2 separate regions of the Ovis aries genome follow, and region 1 is linked to region 2. A link is a contact called in public Hi-C data. All regions are on one chromosome and are shown on one strand. The core of a region is the stretch at or near the end of the contact, and the rest is flanking DNA. Distances in the headings are between cores, read along the strand shown.

Evidence for each region. A called contact is a pair of places that touch in the nucleus more often than the background predicts.
Region 1: a contact with region 2 is called in a Hi-C map of mixed tissues, with 4 times the contacts expected there. The contact joins two enhancer-like sites. A contact is called at or near these places in 4 of 16 Hi-C or Micro-C datasets (blood, hypothalamus and mixed tissues).

The regions. Positions count from the first base shown.
Region 1 is chr2:208,089,967-208,096,661 of ARS-UI_Ramb_v3.0, forward strand. No RefSeq gene overlaps it. Among named protein-coding and RNA genes, the nearest start is that of INO80D, 120 kb to the right of the region's middle. Within about 2 kb of position 3,600, at least 3 of the 54 cell types and tissues checked have an H3K27ac peak or open chromatin away from gene starts, as enhancers often do.
Region 2 is chr2:207,923,233-207,930,388 of ARS-UI_Ramb_v3.0, forward strand. All of the region lies in intron 15 of NRP2 (neuropilin 2), which reads left to right. It overlaps TRNAR-ACG (transfer RNA arginine (anticodon ACG)), which reads right to left and starts at 140; the gene lies at 69-140. Within about 2 kb of position 2,924, at least 7 of the 54 cell types and tissues checked have an H3K27ac peak or open chromatin away from gene starts, as enhancers often do.

The DNA.
Region 1 (6,695 bases), core at 2,350-4,849, 170 kb after region 2:
ACGCGTGTGGAATTATTCCCTCAAGGAAAGCAGATGAAACTCTGGTGCATAAGATTCGTATAACTGCTGGAGAGAGATGGGAATGGACACTCTGGGGAATTCGCTGACTGGTGGGAGGGGATACCAGATGACCCAGAAGCACCGAGCCCTTCAGGCACATAGTACTCACAGAAGAAGCATCTCACACCCAGCAGGTGCACAAAGAAGGTCGAGCTACTGTGGGCCCTGGGGACCAGACATCATTATTCTAACCACCCTTAGCGTCCCCCTAGCCTAATGGGCCATGCTGACCAAGGCTGGGTGAGGCTACACAGGCCACTGCCAAGCCCAGCCATGCCCACCCTGGCCCCCACGATGCTTAGAGCCCTCCCTTCGGCAGGCTGCCCAAGCTGATGGATTGCATCCCGTCAGGATATTGATCCTGATGAACTAGGGGACCTCTGGCTGTGATTAAAAGAACCTGAGCATAAAGAAAAGTCTTGAACTATAGATGATACTGTGTCACTTGGGAGACATTGTCAGAAAATCAACTCCAAACAGTTCTAATGGAATGTGATGGAGATGTTAAGTATCCAGGGAGTGGGGCGAGAGGAGGTTCCCCACAATCAGCAGGTGGTTGGCAGGAGGTCCCAGGAAGCTGTCTACAAATGCAGAGTCCCTGGGCTTCGGGTGGAGGTCATTCAACCACTAACCGTTTTGCAAGATGACCTTGCATCACATCCCTTTAGTGAGAACAGCCCAGCCCCCATATAGCCGAGATCCCAGAGAGCAGTGGGCCTGTAGCCACCTTGTAGTCCTCCCCACCCCGGCCAAGACTCCCAGCACCTCTTCTCTCCTGAGTCCACAGTGAATAGAAAAGGCCCCTGCAGGCAGGTCTTCTCCACATCTCCTCCATCCCCAGGTTCAGAGTCTCCCGGGAGTTAAGAACCCTCTTCCCCCTTCTGTTCTCACTTCTCCCGATGAAATTCCTGCCCACTGTGCTGGGTGTCCTTGAGCAAGGCAATCGGGCTGTTTAAGGTCAGTGAGGCCCTTATGTCCTTGGAGACCCAGGCTGATTCCGGAGAAACAGATGGCCCCTTGGCGGCTTCCCAGCATGAAAACGACTTGAGCAGAGGTAAACGAGGATGCGAGTAACATGACATGGCTCTTCAAAAGGATCTGAAAACCTGCATAAGAGCCGCGTCAACGGTTCACTGCATTCTGTGATGGTTTTCAAAATGCGTTTTCACGAAGGCTAGTTCTGTGTCTAATTCATCTTTCTCTCCCCCACATCAGGTGCTCCACGTAACAACAACATGCTTCCACATGCGCTGCGTTTCACGTTGGCAGGGTCCCTCCCCATCAGCTATTCGTCCTGATACCTTCTGAGCACCTAGTGTGTGCCAGGCACTGTGCTGGGTCACAGGAATGAGACACGTGGGTGCCCCTGCCCCATGGAACTCCATGCTGAGCAGGGACATTTAGAACACAGTGTGATGAACACTTGACAGACCCCCTCCAAGCCCAGACTGGGAGGGGGTCAGCTGAGGAAGCTTCGTGGTGGTGACCCTGAGCCCAGTCCTGGCTGTGATTTGGACAGTGAGGGAAGTGAGCACAGAGCATTGAAGGGATGGCTGGGCGGGGGCTGTGAGCATCAAGGTCTCCACCCTGGGAAGTGGGGAGTGGGGGTGAGGGTCAGGGGTGGAGGCACAAGACCCACAGGGGTTTGGGTTCCCAGGGCTTGTGCCCCAAGCAAAGAGCCTGGCTTTTGCTGGAAGAATCACGGCAGGATTTGAAGCAGAGGAATGATACACCTGCACGCACATTTGGGGAAGGTCTTTCTGCTGCAGAGGAGAGGGAGGAGATGTGGCTGGGCATGAAGAGGCTGGAGGCGGGAAGCAGGTGGGAGGGGGGAGAAGCCACACACTGGGGGGCTGTCGGCTGATGGAGAAGGGACAGAGGTGGAGGGATGGTTGGGAAAAGCAACGTTCTCAGTGACCCCTTGACCATGGTGAGTGCTGGAGGTCAGGCTGATTCCCAAGTCTGCCTTAGAAGCTTGGCAGAAATTGGGGTCACTTGTCATGCTGGAAATTCAGGAGCAGGGAGAGGAGTCAGAGAAGGAAGTGGCCATCGAGTCAGGTGAAAAAGTGAAATGTTAGTCGCTCAGTCATGTCCAGCTCAGTGTGACCCCATGGGCTGTAACCCGCCAGCCTCCTCTGTCCATGGGATTCTCCAGGCAAGAATACTGGAGTGGGTTGCCATTCCATTCTCCAAAGGATCTCCCAACCCAGGGATTGAACCTGGGTCTCAACTCTGCCTACACTGCAGGCAGATTCTTTATGGACTGAGCCACCAGAGGAGCCCCATCAAGCCAGTTAGGGGCCTGCATAGCAGCCTGGGCTGGTCTGTGTGGAAGCCGTGGGCACTGAGCTCCACTCCGGAGCCCTGGACAAGGACTGGCTGTAGATAGATCCTGGGGTCAGGAAACCTCTGGGGGAGGTGGGGGATGAATCCTGTTGGGCCATGTTGCCCCAAGGAAGCACACAGTATTATTTAAACAACAAGCACAACAAAAGATTCAAGGGTGTGGAACTGAACCTAGGAGACACCAATATAGAAACTATAGAAAAAGGGAGATCCACAAACAAGGCTTTTTAAAAGCCTGGGGGTGGTGCTGGGGGAAAATCAGGAAAATGATACCATGAAAACAGTGAAGGAAGGGAAGGGGCCTCAAGTTCTTTGAGTCCTGATTTGTTCTTACCACCATCATTGTTCCCATTTCACAGAGAAGAAAACTGAGGATCAGAGAGTCCAGGAAGTAAGCAATCTACCCAAGGCTCTTCATTTAGAGACAAGCCTCCAACCCAAGTCTTCAGTGTCAGTCCAGTTCAGGTCTCATTCCTCAGGGCTGCCTCTCACAGAGCAGATCTTAGGTTCATTAGTTCACTTATTTAGTCTTGAAAACTGTAACTACATCTTATGGTCAGAATAAGTCACTGCAGAAGGAGGAAGCAGTCCACACGAACGAGCCGGTGAACGAGCTGAGCTCGAGGCGTTCTGCAAGTGTGGCAGCCGGACCCGCGTTTATTAAAACGCTTCCCACCTGCTCAGGCCCGTGTCCTCCACTATCCCGGATGGTCCCTGCCAGGTCCATATGGGTTCAGAGTCTGAGCCCCAGGAGTGGCGACCCCTGAGTCTCGCAGACACGGAGAGCGGGGCTGGCTGCGCAGTTGGCAGGGTTGGGACTGGGAGCCTGACACGGACCCGGGTGCCGCTGCCGCCTCCCGGAGCCGCGGGGAGCCCTCCCTTTCGTGCGCGAGCCGGCAGCGCCCCCTGGTGCTCGGCGCCAGCACCAACACATCCCGGTGAGCGCAGCTGGCGCCGAGAGGCCATGCGTTCCTGCCAGCCAGACACTGGAGCAATCTCAGACTCTTGTTTATCTCAAATCTTCAGCCCCTCGTGGCCAGTTCAGACGATCTGAAAGGTTTTCCAAAGGGGACTTTGTTGGCCTGAACACGTTCACCGGGAGTGAGGACGACAAGGAGCAAAATGACTGCAAGAATTATCAAAACCCTTAAGAGGCAGAGACAGATGGACAGCCCTGGGAGAGAAACCCGATGTTTCAGGAAGAGCCAAGCAAAGGAGATACAGAGAGGAAAACATGGAACTCAGCCGCCCTGAACACATCATTAAGACCAGCCACTGCTGAATGATAGATACAATGAACAAAATTGTTTTCCCATGGAAATAAAAAAAGGAGAAAGAGGAAAGAAAAAAAGATACATATGTGCCCAGGGAGATTTTTTTTTTAACGGTGATAACAGTACCAAGGGGCTTCCTCTGTGGCTCAGCGGTAAAAAAAATCTTCCTGCAGTGCAGGAGCCACAGGAGACAGGGGTTTGATCCCTGGGTCAGGAAGATCCCCTGGAGGCATCCCACTCCAGTATTCTTGTTGGGAGATTCCCATGGACAGAGGAGCCTGGTGGGCTATAGTCCATAGGGTCTCAAAGAGTCAGACACGACTGAAATGACTTAGTATGCATGCAGCAATACTGGAAAGAGGAAAATGCAGGGTCCTCTGAAGAAACAGGGAGGAGGCCACTGATTTGGAATTCACTTGAGGTGGGGATGACGGACTTTCCCTCTGCACCCGGCTTAAGAGTCAATCAGTCTTGAAATGCACTAGAGAAACCAACAAACAAAATATTCCCTTCTCCCACATCTCTCATGCAAAGTGTCCCAAAGAGGCTCCTGCAGAATGGAATTGAGCCGAACTCTGCAATGAGAACGCATACACGCTATAAAGGAACATTCTATATAGAAGCAATCAATCCAAGGTGATTCGCGCGATCAGTCAGTCAGAGGTGTAAATCCCTCGGGACGCATGAGGTGTGTGGCTGGTCTGAATGCCTATTTTCTAGGGGCAATGAATGAATGGATCTCTCCCTCCTTCCCAGACTCCAATGCTTTTAGCAGTTGGCACTGTGGCAGGATTTATACAGTTCTTGTAAACTGTACCTTCCCTCTCTCCTTTCCAAAGGTTTCTTTCAATAAAATGCAGATGGAATTGTTCGAGAGCTGCTTTTCATGTGTTTATAGATTACTTCTGCTGGGCTGCTTTTATGCAGGTGCAGGTCTCTAGGCCTCTTTGTTTTTTATTTTCTCTGCCTATTAGGAAAATGGAAACATATGGATTCCTGGTCTGGGCCCAGCAGACCTTATAGAATCATATCCCTCTTGCCTTCCTCACACATCTTCCTGTAATCACATGACTCTGAATTAGCCTCTTAACTCCCTGGCGGAAAAGCCATAATATGGGAAAATTCAATAAAACACATACGCCGTCTGAATGCCAAAGCACTTACAAAAATAGATGGGAACGTGGTCATTTATACAACTGTGAAAGGAGAGTCTTAGCTGACATTGGTGATAAGTCACAGTTGCATAAAGAAACAGACATTCAACATGGCAGACATGAGCCTGGTGTTCAGGCAAACTAAGATTGTTAAGCCTAATTGGGAAGACAGTAGCACTCGAGTATAAAGAAATTGCAGGCTTGAATCTGGATCTGCACCACCAATACCAACATTTCCAGGTTACATGAGCAGTTTGATGTAGAGATTTCTTGACTATTCTTTGCGTGGAAAATGAAGAGTCTAGAGACATATGCAGAGTGTTCCCAGAAATGAACAGTAAAGCCCTGCTATAGGTTATATTTCCATGTCATAATTTTCTTTGAAAATAAATAACTCACCTACTGAAGGCTGCATGTGTTTTACGAAAATAGCCCACTACATTCCTTTAGGAAGAGGAAATCAGTTAATGTTCACCCAGGAGGCTGTCCACCATTCCCAGCAGAGTGCTCAATAAGACTAATAGGAACACATAGCATCTACGTTGCTCTAATTTTCAGGAAAAGAACATCCCTCAGGTGAAGATTATAATTTTGCTGTCCTTCTTCCATGCCAGTCTACAGACAGCCTAGGAAGGAGGTGAAACACGCAGACAACCATCCCCAGCTGCATCTGGATGAAAAGACAAATGCATCCTGCGAGGCTGCATTTGGGGGCCTCAAAGAGATTTGCACAAATTCAGACTAAAATATGGCGGGATTCCATGTGCTTCCCTGAGCCTTTCGGGAACACTGCCAAAGCTGCAGTCTAGAGGGAGTCACACGGTTGAACCCTGCCAACCAGAGTCTCTGACCATCTTCCTGACTCAATGGGTGCTCTTCTGTCTGGATAGATTTCACTTGGGTGGGGCACAGACTTTCAAACCTTCACAAGCTCTTCCCTGGACCCACTCTGGGATATGGAGCTAAGGTACCCCAGAAAGGCAATGGCACCAGATGCCCCCTGGTGAAGGATCAAAGAAGAAAGAGAGAAAGTGAAGTCGCTCAGTCGTGTCCGACTCTTTGTGACCCTGTGGACTGTAGCCTACCAGGCTTCTCCGTCCATGGGATTCTCCAGGCAAGAATACTGGAGTGGGTTACCGTTTCCTTCTCCAGGGGATCTTCCCGACTCAGGGATCGAACCCAGGTCTCCCGCATCGGAGGCAGATGCTTTAACCTCTGAGCCACCAGGGAAGCCCTAGAGGGTTACTGTATGCAATAAATGTATTGTTGATGGAGATTTGCTTGGTGAACACAGTGAAAGCAAAAAAAAAAAAAAAATCACGGATAAGGATCTACTGATAAAAATCCCTAGTGTTATTCAACTCCAATATAGTTCAGTCACTCAGTTGTGTGTGACTCTTTGTGACCCCATGAACCGCAGCACACCAGGCCTCCCTGTCCATCACCAACTCCCAGATTTCACCCAAACCCACTGAGTCGGTGATGCCATCCAACCATCTCATCCTTTGTTGTCCCCTTCTCCTGCCCTCAATCTTTCCCAGCATCAGCGTCTTTTCCAATGAGTCAGCTCTTCGCATCAGGTGGCCAAAGTATTGAAGTTTCAGCTTCAACATCAGTCCTTCCAATGAATACCCAGGACTGATCTCCTTTTGGATGGACTGGTTCGATCTCCTTGCAGTCCAAGGGACTCTCCAGAGTCTTCTCCAACACCACAGTTCAAAAGCGTAAATTCTTCAGTGCTCAGCTTTCTTTAAAGTCCAACTCTCACATCCATACAGGACTCATTTGGTCTTGTCCAATTCTTTGCAACCCCGTAGGCTGTAGCCTGCCAGGCTTCTCTGTCCATGGGATTCTCCAGGCA
Region 2 (7,156 bases), core at 1,674-4,173:
TCTGCAGTCCATGGGATTCTCCAGGCAAGGATACTGGAGTGGGATGCCATTTCCTTCTCCAGGGGATCTTCCCGACCCAGGGATCGAACCCGGGTCTCCTGCATCGTAGGCAGATGCTTTACCGTCTGAGCCACCAGGGAAGCACAAAGGCAGCCATAAGCCATATGCGATGAGGGTGGCTGTGTTCCCAAATGTACAGAAATAGGCTGAGAGCCAGATTTCGTCTTCTGACCCCTGGGTTCCGGCATGGGTGGAGGATTTGGTCCACGTACTTCCAGTCCTGACCCCGCCACTTCCCAGCCGTGTGTGCTTCCTCTGAAAGCTCTGGGCCATCTCTCAGGTTCCACTCTGTGCTGCCCCCGTCCTCCTCCTCAGTTTTCCTCCAGGCAAAACCAGGAGAAAGTCACTTATCCTCTCAGGTTCTCCGCTTTTCCCATCTGAGAGTCATGAAGAATAAAGATGATAAGTAGTCCAACGCCTGGCACCCAGGAAGTCTCTACTCATTAGAGCGGTAGTTATGCTCACATGTCGCAGTTGCTTATTAATTCAGTAACCCTGTTTGCACAACAGGAATGGAAAGAACCTACCTACTGTGTAATTTTTTTTTTTATACTCCCATATCGCTTCTCAGCCTTTTGGCTAAGATCAAGTGTATTATCCTCCCGTGCAGGACTTCTTAGAATCTATTGTTTCTCAGAATTTAAATTCTCCACCTCACACCACTCCTTTCTCCAAGGGGCTCAGAACTTTTACAGGTGGAAGCCTACTCAACCTTGCAAATACACTTGGAGTTATTGACTATTTAAATTTCTGTTTCTCATTATCTTACACGATGAGAAAACCGTATACAGAATTAGAAGGTAGAAATTCATGAAAAATAGAACAGACATTGAGAGCATCTTTCAGTTGGGGGGAAATCAAAGTCTGTGAGTACATGGGGGAAGTTTGAACAATCAAAGGGACTCTTCAGGTGAGCACATCACCAGTGTTGGACAAAGTTGAAGTCACCTGCGTTTTTTTCTCCCATCCTGGGGGACATGTCTCCAGCTCCTGAGTTGTGACACAATGGCCCGGGCATCTCATATGGCTGAGGGGGCAAGTGGGGCTAAAATGCAGCCACTTACCAGCATCTGCCCAAAGGGGGCACCTTTTTGCATTTTAATGTAGAGGCATGGTATAAGGTAACAGAATCTAACACTTTCCAAGAATAACTATTCTGTGAAGTACCATTAGGTCATCAAGGTTTTTTCAAGGAAGTCTGAATGTTGGTCCGACATGCATTCCTCCATTCAGCTGTCCACTCATTCATCTAGCCACCTTCCATCCCTGTACCCCATCTATTCATCCATCCATCCAACATTCCTGGGATTGCTGCCCTTATCTAGGAAGGTGCTCTGGAAAAGGACTTAAGCCCTATTGACCTTCCTTTTCTCTGGCTGGCAGACCACAGCCTCATTAGCATACAGCCCTTGAAGACTGCCTCAGAGCCAAATTCTAAAGCAGCAGCCTGTGGGAGTTGAGTCTCTTTAGCTGGAGAAGATCCTAAGAAACTCTGGCCCCAACTGCAGGTCATCAAAAATTGCCTGAGGGGGATGAGAGGAGGCCTGTTAGCTGTATCCTCTCTTTTCTGACTGCCTTAACATTAAAAACACAAATTCACATAGTATATTTTCTCATTTCTCCAAACAAATGTCCAGGGAGAATGTTTAAGGAGCCAATATGATGTCGTCCACCAAATGGCTTCTGTCACTACAATTTTCTGCATGGTGATCATTTCTGGGGAGGGGAGTATTAGCAGGAAATGGGAGGAAGGTTTATGAGAAAGTGGAGTTTGTCTTCCAGAGCAGAGCAGAACCTGAGGCCGGGGATCTAGCTCTGATTCTGAATCTGTAACCCACATAACATGACTTCTCCAGAGTCATGTCTGACTCTATGCAACTTCCATGGACTGTTCACCAAGCTCCTCTGTCCATGGGATTCTCCAGGCAAGAATACTGGAGTGGGTTGCTATTTCCTCCTCCAGGGGATCTTCCCAACCCAGGGATTGAACCTGAGTCTCTTCTGTCTCTATCTTTGGCAGGCGGGTTCTCTACTGTCCCCTAGATCCTCCCCACCGTGCCCCAGCTTTGTGGCTATCATAAGCAATATTTCGGGAGTCGAGTGAAGAAGGCCTCAGCCCCAGCGTGTTGAGCCCTGGGGGTGGGAGATGAGGCAGTGTATTTAGTGTTGAGAACCAGCATTGTGGCTGAAGGAAAGCAGCTTTTTGAAGTGAGACTGTGTGGTGACGGTGGGGACGAGAGCAGTTGTGACTGTTTCACGCTTTTGACAAAAATGAGTGCTTCTGCTTTGGGGTTCTGGTCAGGCGCTTCAGAGCGGGAGTTCATCCCTGTGGGCGTATCGCCTTCCTTTCCCCTCATGGCTGAGCTGTGGCCTCATTAGAGGGTGGGTCTCACTGTGGAGCCAAATGGAAATCAGAGGCAGCCCCGAGGACACCCTTTGGGGAGAGGCAGGTGGCCCGGAGGAAGCTGGAGTCCATCTCTGCACACTTTGTTGTTTCTCGTGCGTTCTTCTGAGCCCACATGAAAAGCCAGCAGCAGGATGGTTGCCAGGCAGCAGATCCTCTTGGTGACCTGCATAATGAGTTGACACCACGTCCCTGTGACTCACGAGCTGGCCACTTCAAGGAGCTGTGTTCAGTGCCTTGCTTTCCCTTTCCGTTTCTGTGCCTAATTTTCAATACAGTCACAAAAAGAGGGAGGGAGGGAGGGAAGGAGGACTGGAGGGAAGGAGCTTTCTCAGCTACAGTAATCAAAGTGTTAAAAGGCGGAAATGGTCTTGGGAGTGAACACAAATAGAGGAGGTGCTAAGGAAGAAGACAGCGTAAAAGGGGCGTGGTGGTGACCCTGGGGTTCTGGGATCCTTTCCACCCGAGGGGTGGCGGCCGCAGCTGCCAGGGTGTATGCTGGTGACACATTCTTGTCATAGCTCCTCCCAACCCTGTGGCACTTCCGATGGGCTCAGAGACACCAACGAACCCTGTACCCTAGCACAAGGGAATTCCCTAAAACTAGAGGAGTCAATGATTAAGAGCTGGAAAAGTGAACAGGCTCTGAAAGATTTTCCAAGAAAAATGCTCTCATTTTTCTAACACTTCTGAGAAGGCCTCAGAAGATCTGATTCACCCCTCAGCTATCTCCCAAATCAAAGAGAGGTGCTCCGGGGTTCAGGCTGCAGGAGTCGGCAAACACTGACTCAGAAATAGGAGTCTTCACCTCAGTTCAGTCTTTTAATCACAGGCATTTATGGAGAGCCTTCTTGGTGCATACATACCCTGAGGTAGAAACCAGGATGAGAGCAAGTGCTTCTGCTTGAGGAGCTCCACGTCTTGTGAGGGAGGCATGAAAATATCAATGAGCTTTGTCTGCGTCTTGAGCAGAGATACACCCACAGGGTAGGACCAATGGTACGAGGAGAAGGCAGCAGCATCTCCTCCCCACCACTGTGGCTCCCACCTGGGATATTCCACGGATAGAGAGCACACATCTTTCTGGCCACCTCTACTTGATGTAAGCAGCTAGGGAGGAATTTTTCATAGGTTAAGCATACATCATTTTTCAGAAGTAAAGATCATGTCTGGTTTTGGCAAGCTCAAAAGCTCCTAGTCCCATTTGGGCCAGATTCTCATTTGATGTAAATCGTTGGGAGAATCGAGTTGTAGCACTGTTTTGCATTAAATGGGACTCCAGCCAGTCTTTCCCCAGAGTTACCCTGGGCTTAAATCTACGACATCATCTCCATGGCAACCAGAGGCTGGCCAGTGAATGTGGTTGCCTTGTAAATCCTCTGCTAGCTTCTCTTCCATCCTCTGTCTTTTCCGTGATTAGAATGTTCTCCCTCCCTCTGCTCTCACTCATTCACTGTCTCTCTCACATACCTACGATCGTTTTGCACCCACATTTTTTGGTTGCAACATCCTTCCAATCCGCTTTTTAAATCCTCCATTCAATTAAAAAATGAAGATGTGTTAGTCATTGCTTGACAGTGGTAATTGACCTGTTTAGACAAGACCAGGCTGATTTCAGTGGGCATGGAAGCCTTGGCAAACCAAAGTGGAATTCCCCTTCAAGTCTAGCCAGCCTAATTAATACATTGTTTGAGAATGCTGGCCAGCCTGACCAAATATTGTTATTTCCACCCATTTGGAGAATCAGTCCTATGGAATCCCAGAAGTCATTTTAACATCACTTGCATGTATTCCTGTGTGTATATGTGTGTGTGTGTGTGAGAGAGAGAGAGAGAGAGAATCATAATGCTTCTACCTATTATAGAGTATTGTAGTTTAACAGAAAGAAGAAAAGAGTTTTGGAATCATACAGTTCTTGGTTGAATACAGTAGTTACCACTTACTTGCTGTATGACCATTCATTTAACCTCTCTGAGCCTCTGTTTCCTCATCTGTAAAATGGGTCTGAGAGTACCTACCTGATAGGGTTGTAAGTAGGAAGTAATATCAATCACTGAAAAGTGCTTGGCCCACCCTAAATACTCAGTACCATCTTGTTCCCCTGTCCCCTTCCCTATCCACTCCAAAGCATGTATGTGTTTCTTTTCTTTTTTTAAATTAATTTTTGGATTAGTCTGCATGCTCTCAGCCTAGCAACACTCTTCTGTGTCTCTCCACCAGGGGGCACCCTCCTACCGGGGACCGAGCCCACAGTGGACACGGTGCCCGTGCAGCCCATCCCAGCCTACTGGTATTACGTTATGGCCGCCGGGGGTGCGGTGCTGGTGCTGGTCTCCGTCGCGCTGGCCCTGGTGCTCCACTACCACCGGTTCCGCTATGCGGCCAAGAAGACTGATCACTCCATCACCTACAAAACCTCCCACTACACCAACGGGGCCCCTCTGGCCGTGGAACCCACCCTAACCATTAAGCTAGAGCAAGACGGCAGCTCGCACTGCTGAGGGCCGAAGCAAGGACCGCACCCAAACAAGAAAGACTGCAAACACGTTGCCTCGATTTTGCACTTTTTCCTCCTCGCCTAGTCTCTGTGTGAACGCTCAGACATCTCTGTCTCTGGGCCCAAACCCTGTGCGCTCGTATCCATCCCGACCATTCTCCTCGGGTTCTTTTGTTTGTTTTCCTTTTGTTGATTCCAAACCGCCCAACCCCAACTCTACAATGCTGCATCTTGGGAATACGAGAAGAGACACGCCCCTAAGCACCTCACAACTCACGGCTCAGCTGGTTTCCTTCCAGAGACTGGTTCCTTATTTCTTCCCCTTGCCTTAGCCCATCCCTCCTCTCTGGTGGGCAGTCTGCCAGGAGACTTGAGGGGAAACCCGGATCTGTGTGTTTGTACATAGTATACATTTGCGCCTGTGAATAGCTCTGTGTGTGCGTGGGTGTGAGAGAGAGACTGGCTCATTGGGGGGCGGGGGGGGGGGCAGTGTGTGAGTGTATTCAGAGAGGGCCCCCTTTAACTCTTGTGTTACTTCTCCCGGGGTACATGTTCCAGAAAATAATATACTGTACTAGTTCTGTTTACTTGGAGAAGAGATTGAAGCTTTTTGTTGCCTTATCTAGCTCTGGCTGGATTTCTGTTGGCTTACCATTGTCATCTCCAGGTACCTAAAACTAGAGGCCACAGGAGAAGAAATGTGGCCCCTCCCATCCCTGTCCCCAGGCCCCACCCACCTGACCCAAGAGGAAGGTTCCCCACTGCACTCAGACCAGACATGACTCCTAGCTAGTCCCGTCTGGGATGTCTCTGAAGTTACACAGTAACAGCCATTGGGTGCCTGTGGAACCATCCCTTACTTCCAGCCCTGAAGCAAATTTGTCTCATGTTGCCTTATAAGAGAGAAGCTCATAATGAATGTTTAGCTTTTATCAGTTAAGTCCAATCTTGGAATAAGTCATAGAGAATAATCATTCTGAGACTGATGTATGAAAAGCAGTAGCCTGTTGAGAGCAGGAGGAGGTGGAGAAGGAAGGATTGAAATGTTGTCTAAAAACAGAAACCCTCACCCCAGGGGGTTCATTCTGCCCAGTTGGGGGGTGGGGTGGAGTAAGAAGGTTTTAAAAGTGTATTCTTTGGTATCATATGGATCATGGTTAATAGCATTTGTAAAATATGGGGGAAAGGGGATCATTTGCTTTCCTTTCATGGTGTTAATGTGTGCCTGAATCTATAGCCACTAAAATATAAGGCTGTTCCCCTGATTTATTTGAATATTATGAGAGAATAAAAAGTTACCATTTGTTTAAATGTACTAATGTGCTACCCCTTAAAGCATTCATGGCATCTGGTAAATACACCCTCATAGGCTGGCCTGGCATTTCCAGATGTTACTGCTTCGTCAGAAGGTATAAGGAAGATAAATCCGTTGCTGCCCATTTGTCCTCTCTGAGCAACGCAGGGAGAGGGATGTTAGAGATAAATTGCGTAATGATATTGTACGAAGGATAGATTCAATAATGAAGCCAATTTCATTGATAGAAAATGCATATTTTAACGAGATTCTCAGTGTACTGGGGCTTAGGCTTGGGGGTGTTTATTTCTCACCTTCCTGCTAGGAATCCACTGGGGAAGTGTAAGATTCTCTCCAAAGATGGTTGCCTGGGCTGAAAGCCTGCAGGTACCTTCTGAGAACAAAATACTAATGATTTTTTTAGCTGCTTGTGGGAGAGAGACTTAGCATTCTTTTGGAATATTCACATAGGTCCCTCCAACAAACGCACACTCAACCTTCGCATCTGGTTTGTTTCATCCTCCTGAAAGAATGGTGCTCTCCCACTCTTACTCTTATTTCAAAGAGCTAGTCTGTCTCAACCACAGCAGCCCTGCCAAGAAAAGAAGATGAAAGGCTAGAGCATGAGCTACCTTGAGATTTCAAGAAGTGTCTTACCCCAGCTGAAGATGGAGAAAGAAAGAGGGGGAGAGAGAGGAGGGGTGGCAGGATACCATGGATACCTTACGATGACTTTCATGCCCATCACTGAGGGCTTTTTATCTCAGGTGTCTGTATCCAGTGATGTGTCTGGGGCCAGGCGTTCCCTTGAAATGATTGACATCCCTATAGGCACCCCATGGAAGCATGGTGTCGGGAAATTACACCTGGGAAGTCTGGCCAGTGTAGCAACTGAGTTACC